2 separate regions of the Cricetulus griseus genome follow, and region 1 is linked to region 2. Evidence: chromatin contacts called from public Micro-C data. All regions are on one chromosome and are shown on one strand. The core of a region is the stretch at or near the end of the contact, and the rest is flanking DNA. Distances in the headings are between cores, read along the strand shown.

Region 1 (3,425 bases), core at 843-3,342, 40 kb after region 2:
CTAGCCAGCACCCCGTCCCTGCTGTCCCACTGAGGGTCTCAGGCCCCACACTCCATGTTGACAAGGCAGGTCAGGCCCAGTTGTTGCCCCTTAGGACAAGAGCTGTCATATCAGGTCTGCAGGGAAAAAAAAAGTTTCCAGAGTGGGGTCTTTCTGGTCATATCACCAGCAGATATGCACTGTGTGTGCCAACTCCTGACACTGGGGCATGAGGGGGCAGAAGGGAGGTGTTAATTTACAGACAAGCACTTATGAAGTCTTTTCCTTGTCTCCCACAGACAAATGACAAATCATGGCCACTTCAGTTCTTATAACAAATACAGACACAAGGTTTCATGACTCAATCAATATAGTCAAATAGCAATTCAGATTCTTTCACAAAACAAAGACCTTCAGGAAAGGCTCAGCTGCTCAAGGTTATGCATTTATGTGAGAATCCGGACACAGGGTTCCCCTTGCTCAGTCCTTGATTTTTTCCAGGAAGCTGGCTGCCATCAGGATGTAAGTGCTGATGTTCCAGCTCCATGGCCAAACTCTGCAGCCACCATAACACCTCAGCACCAAAGCCCTGTACTGGGAAGCCAGCTCCTGGATCTGTCAAAACAGAGGCATCAGTTCCTGCAGCACGCTTCAGGAACCATCGGCAATGATGTCCTTGGGAGAGCTTCAAGGCTTCCTGCTCAGTCTCTACCTCCTCAAAACCCAAATCTCAAGCAAAGAGGGGAGCAGAGTCCCAGTACCTTGCACCTTCCACAGTTAACTTAAAGGGAACTGAAAAACTTAAGGCAGCTTGCAAAGCCCCCTGGACACTACCTCCAGGGACTTCTGGACTATTCGGTCTCTGGAGAACACCAATCACCCAGCAGGACAGGTTGCTCAGGCTAGGCAGGGAGCCCAACCCGTGGGGAGGGAACACCTTTTCCATGTCCTTCTTCCAAAAAGAGTATTTTGAAATCTCTTTAGACCTAGCTCTTGTCTATATCTCTTCTCCTTCAATGAGTAGTCAATGTCTCTGGTCAGTCGGGTACAACCCTGAAGCAAATCTCATCTTCCTCCACTTTCCTGCCACCCCAAAAACGGCCTTTGGAAATGCCTATGAACTGGATAACGGTTGGCATTTCTGGTCTGGAACCTGACTCAGGGGCATCTGATCAGCCTTGGCAGGCAAAACGGACAGATACTACCCTGGGGATGAAGGAAAATGAGACTTTGGTGATGTTCTACCACACTCCTAAGTCTCCCGTAACCAGTCCCCTACTATATGCAAAATCCTGAGACAGGCCAGGTCCTGAAACACTCTCACGAGGAAGGTAATAAATTGCACTGATTCCTGTTGACAGGACAGAAAGTGCCACTTGCTAAAAGGTCCTCCTGTCTTACAGTTCAGCACCCGACTCCTCTCTAGATCTGATCCAAGCCATAGGAGACCTGCCAAGCCTTGGAAGCGTTACTGAAACTACCTAGTGTCAGAGGCATCCCATTCTCAAGTCCTGTGCACTCCCCTGGTCCCTTCCTTCCCCTTCATAAGGCCAGCTCTAATCTTGGAAGGTCTCAGATCACAGAGGCCAGAGTTTAAGGACCAAACACAAAAAGGAAGAGGAGGCCTATGTCACAGAAGTGGTTCATTCAGACCCTGAGCAGCCCCATCTGGTAACAAATGGGACAAGAAAGAAGCTCACCTATCTGGTGGTGGCGGCAGAAGCAACACCATCACACACCTCAGACTTACCTATCTTCATGAGGCAGGCCAGCAGGATCCAGAGGGAGATCTCAAAGGGTGTGCGCACATGTAAGTAGTCAATGTCCAGCACTGGAAAGGCCTTTCGAAGTGTCTTAGCGCCATGTTCAATGTGTAAATTGGTCAAATTGCGGTCATCTGGGTGGTGGACAGGCTCTGATGGAGCAGTGGTGACATCCCCAATTGAGCGTTCCCGTGGTGGTTCAGCCCCTCTGATGGTGTTGGCAGTAGGGCTAGGCTGGAGGCCATGGCTCCTGAGAACAGGTAACAGTCCCACCAAGGCAACCACCACCAGCAAGGAGGGGAAGATCCGAGGTGGAGAAAGTCCCCAGATGCCAGACCACCGAAGCATCATGCTGCTCCCTCAGCCTGTGAGGCCTCAGCCCTTAGGGAAGCGAGTATAAGACCTGGGACATAGAGAGTAAGCAGTCTGCAGGGTGGGACGAGACTGGGGCAGTCTCTAGGAAAAGTTCATGATTTAGAGGTATTTTGCTTTTCTAGAGATTCACAATCTTAAAGTCCAAACTGGAAAGGGGGGCAAGTACCTTGTAGGAACTTGGGAGGAAACCCAAAAGATCTAGAACTCCAGGCTGGGAGAAGGCAATCGGGGACCGCGTCCTAAAGAAAGAGGGCACCAGCAAGGGAAAGGAGGAAAGAAGGATGGGACCTTTGGCTAAGGAAAATCACCGGGGTGCTGGGACTCGGCGAAAAGGAAGGGGTAAGGAACCTGTGTAGAAGGGACCGAAAAGGGTGAGACCCACTGCAGGAAAAGGAGAGAGAAGAAGGCTTGAAGGCCAGCCTGCCAGAAAGGAGTAAAGCCGGAAAGGGGCTGGGGCTTCCCCACCCAGAGGAGAGCCAGGGTCCAGGCGCGCCGGGTTGAGATTCCAGGGAAATGGAGGGAGGCGGAAGACGGAGGCAAGCAGGCGGCCTGGCGGGAAGGCGACTCGGAGCAGGCTGGAGCCGGCGCGCAGTGAGCCAGCAGCAACACACCCCTCCTTGTGACCCCGGTGCAGTGCTGTAGTGCACCCTGGCCGAGCGACAGCTCCTTCACGATCAGCTCCAGCTCCGGCTCCACCTCCAGCCCCGACACAGCCACGGGTCCCGCGGCAGCGGACTGATGCCTAGCTGAGCACAGCGCAGCCATTTATAGGCACCAACGAGCAGCCGGCGCAGAGAGCTAGAGAGACCTGTCAGCGCCCGCGCAGTGCAGCGGCCCCTGTCGTCGAGAGAAGGAGGTATCCCGTAAGAAGAGGAAGCCGAGACCCAGATGGAAAAAAAAAAAAGTGCAGTCTAACACGAATGTTCTAGAGCAAGTAACTTAGCTTCTCTGTTTCACAGCTTTCTCAGCTGTAACGTGGAGATAAGTAGCTATAAAAAACGGACAGCATAATGGCTAAGTGAAGTCATCTATGTGCAATGTTTAGAACGAGAGGGGTGGGACTGTGGTTCAGAGGCAGAGTGTTTGCCTGCATTTGTAAAGCCTTGATTTCAATGCCCAGCGCCACAAAATAAGCTAAATAAATAAATGTGGGCTAGAAATCTGAAATGTTCGCAAGGGTAGGTTTGTGCTAAGGACTGAGTGAGCACAGCTCTGTTATTACTGCATCCCATCTCCTGGCCGGTGCTTTGCTGGCAGTGTGCTGGCTTCCCTTGACTGGGGGAGCTAACTCCAACCTCCCTGTCTCTG
Region 2 (3,482 bases), core at 480-2,979:
TACACAATGTAAACACATACACACAAAGCAAAAAACAGTACCCTCGGGCTGGAGAGATGGCTCAACGGTTAAGAGCACTAACTGTTCTTCCAGAGGTCCTGAGTTCAATTCCCAGCAACCACATGGTGGCTCACAACCACCTTGAATGAGATCTGGTGCCCCCTGCTGGCATGCAGGCCGAAGACTGTATACATAATAAATAAATAAAAATCTTTAAAAACAACAACAAAAAAAACCCCAAAAAAACAGTACCCTCCAAAACTGAGTTTAAAAGTTTAAAATTCTCTTTAAATGGGCATTTAGTCATTTAGGAAGGTGAGTCAGTTGAGTTTAGGGGAGTAGAATTCTTATAATGGGCCAGAAAGCAGTTTCCAAGGTCAAGAATGCAGCTCTAGGGACTGGTGAAACGGCTCAGTGGGTAAAGGTGCTTGCTGCCAAGCCTGATGAGCCAAGTTTGATCCCTGGGTGCCACACAATGGAGAGAACCAACTCTTATAGGTTATTTTCTGATCCCCACAGGCAGGGTATGGCACACATGTGAGCACACATACACACACACACAAATAAATCCTTTAAAAAGTACCACCCACACACACAAAAAGAGTCCAGCTCCAGTCAGCTAGAGTCAACAACAACAGTTGCCTTAGGAGAAGACAGAATTTAAAGAGACAGCACACAGAAAGCAGAAGACAGCTTCCACCTCCACCTAGCAGCAAGGCTGGGAAAAAGCCTCCTGTGTTCGTCAGGCCAATCCACAGAGCTGGTGCCCACAGATGAGCTGGCCACAGCTCCTGCCTGGACAGGGTGTGTGAGTGGAGCAAGCTAGGGGCAGTACCACGGAGGATGCTTGCTGTTCTGAAGGTGCCCCACGAGCCAGCACTGTGCTGGAAGCACAGGCCACCTCACTCAGTCCTAACAGTCAGGTAGTGCAGCTACGCTGCAGAGGGCAAGCCTGCAAGGAAGGATTCTGAACCTGGGGTAAAGAGCTCTCAGTCACTTGCTGAGTATCAGTATTTTCCTGAGCTGGCTCTGCTGGGCCCTGCAGACCTTTGTGAGGAGCTCATGGGGATGACTATGATTTTCTGGAAGAGTCCTCTGTGGCAGGTGAACAGCTGGTGCTCCTACAGATGAATAGCTGGTGCTCTGAGAGGCAAGATGTGCCCTGGCAGGCCACTCAGGCGTGGGTTTGGGGTCTCTTGGCCAGGAGACAATATGCTTTCTTCTACTGAAGACAGCTCCCAGGATACCTGGGCTGCAGTCATGTCCCTGGCGTCCTTCCCCTCCCATCCCACCCCACCCCCCAGTCTTCTGTTTGGTCTTTCTTCCTAGTATTCTGCAGTGGGGCTTCAGCCCTGAGGAGCCTTTAGGCTGAGCCCAGGCTACAGGAAAGGGCTAGATCTCTTCACTCTTGGCTTCTTGCCGGCAGTGGGCGGCCATTACTGGAAAGTGCTTGAGAGAGGGAGGGGCAGTGTCTGTCAGGAGGAGGAGACTCTGGGGAAAGGAGCATGCCTGCCTGTGGTCTGTCCTAACTTGTTCCTCTCCCAAGGCCATGATTCCAATTGTTCCCACCCTGTATCCCCCAAGAGTCCCAAAACACAGGGAACTGGCTGGCACCTGTAGTGAAAGGGGCAAGAGCAACAGCTGGGCTCCCGGTGTGAGGCCAGAGTCCAAGAAATAGGGCTCCTCGGGGCTCCAACTGTGGCAGTGGTGACTTAGCTGTGATGGAATCTGGGTAGGGCAGACATAGTTAGAACCAGATCTAGAGACAAGGGAGCTAGAATGGACCTCAGACAGCATTTAATTCTCCATCTTATGGTCAGTCGGAGAGACCAAGTGACCTGTCATGGCCACAGAACCGGTTCCACAAGAGCTGTGTGCTGCAAAGCCAGTGATCCCCTTAAGCCCCACAGCACCCCTCCAGGCATCCTGTCCACACAGAGCTGTGAGGCAAGGTGTGGAATTCCACATCCCCAGACTTGCACAAACTCTTGAATGCAGCTCTAGTGTGCCTTCCCCGTGAGAAGTGGCTGTGGGAGAGGTGTTCATTCCTTCCCGTTGAACATGCGTGCACACAAATGCATACTGACGGAAACGGCATTAGATTTTGGATTGACAGGATTCTCAAGGCACCGCGAAAACATTTTATTCACATTCCTCAGGCTGTCCCCATCTGCTTGGGTGGGCACAGTAAAGCAGGCCAGGCTGTCCCATGTTACCCACGGTTGCTAGGGTGACCGCGTGTTTCTGGTTCTGCTTGTCACAGGCTTCCCTGGCTTCAGAAGTCACAGGGGAAAGCTGGGAAGAGGGGTCTCTGAGGCCCACCAATGGTCCGCCTGCCACCCTACTTCCAGGCCTGAAGGCCGCACTGGGGCTACAGTTCCGCCAGTGCCCAAGGGATTTCTCTCTTCATTGTACAGTGACTCCATTTCTTTAAGTCCTCTTCGGCTATCCCAGCAGCCATTCTCAGGCACAGCAATGGGAGGTGCAGCCTCACCTGGGAGTTACTGTGACTTGAGTCTACCGCAGTGTGTACTAACGATTTTGATCTCGTCTGCTCCTTACCATGGCTTTGAGAAGACCCAATTTTAGATGAGGAGACTGAGGCATAGAAAGGTTAATTAAGCAACCTGGCTTAAATTCAGAAAGCCAATAACTAGGTGCACAATCTAGGCCCCAGAGTCTGTTCTTAGTCATCCATGCTTCATTCCTAGCTGGTTTCCCAGAGGACCCACCCAGGACCAAAGCAGCCAAGAGCAGTTCCCTGAAGACCAGAGGCAGCCATTTTTTTTTCCATGAGCCCTTCTTCCCCAGGGAAGTCCTTGCACAGTTCCTCTCACAGCCTCTTGAAGATCACCTGCCTTTGAAGGCATCCTCTCAGGAACTATGCAGTGAACCAGCCGGAAGGCTCTTTGCTGCCAGCTCTTGGGATAATAGGTAGCAGTTACTCAGAGATGGTTTCTCACCATGACCTCATTGGTGGGACCCAAGAAGCAAAAGTAGCTCAGATTCAGCCACTGCCTCAGCAGGTTCCCAGACACACATGCAGGAGACAAGACTGTGTGCCACCGCCTACCCATGCTGTGTTCCCACAGCTAGCAAAAACTGGGTCCCAATCAGGGTACAGTAACTGACTAGCAGAGTGGCCTTGCCAAGTTCCTTTTTTTTTTTTTTTTTTTTTTTTTTTTTTTTTTTGTTTTTTTTGGTTTTTTGAGACAGGGTTTCTCTGTGGCTTTGGAGACTGTCCTGGAACTAGCTCTTGTAGACCAGGCTGGTCTCGAACTCACACAGATCCACCTGCCTCTGCCTCTCCAGTGCTGGGATTAAAGGCATGCGCCACCAACGCCCGGCTCGCCAAGTTACTTTTTTATGGCTCCCATCCTCAGCTTGCTCACCTATAGCATGGCAGTGGGTAGAAGTGGATGGGATAGGAGATAATAAAGCTAAAGAGTGCCAAGCAATGAGCCTGGTATGGAAGTGTGTGT

What was found. A called contact is a pair of places that touch in the nucleus more often than the background predicts.
Region 1: a Micro-C map of the CHO-K1 cell line shows a contact between it and region 2, with 1.5 times the contacts expected there. The contact joins the promoter of Slc9a1 here to the enhancer-like site in region 2. A contact is called at or near these places in 4 of 8 Hi-C or Micro-C datasets (the CHK-Q cell line, the CHO-K1 cell line, fibroblasts and 1 more).

The regions. Positions count from the first base shown.
Region 1 is chr2:19,905,139-19,908,563 of CriGri-PICRH-1.0, forward strand. Slc9a1 (solute carrier family 9 member A1) reads right to left here and starts at 2,093. Exons shown (of 14, transcript NM_001246753.1): 1 at 1,730-2,093. The coding sequence starts at 2,093.
Region 2 is chr2:19,865,927-19,869,408 of CriGri-PICRH-1.0, forward strand. The region is part of intron 1 of Slc9a1 (solute carrier family 9 member A1); the gene reads right to left. Among named protein-coding and RNA genes, the nearest start is that of Slc9a1, 40 kb to the right of the region's middle. Within about 2 kb of position 1,730, at least 2 of the 6 cell types and tissues checked have open chromatin away from gene starts, as enhancers often do. A contact at or near this core is called in the CHO-K1 cell line and fibroblasts, where this site is marked.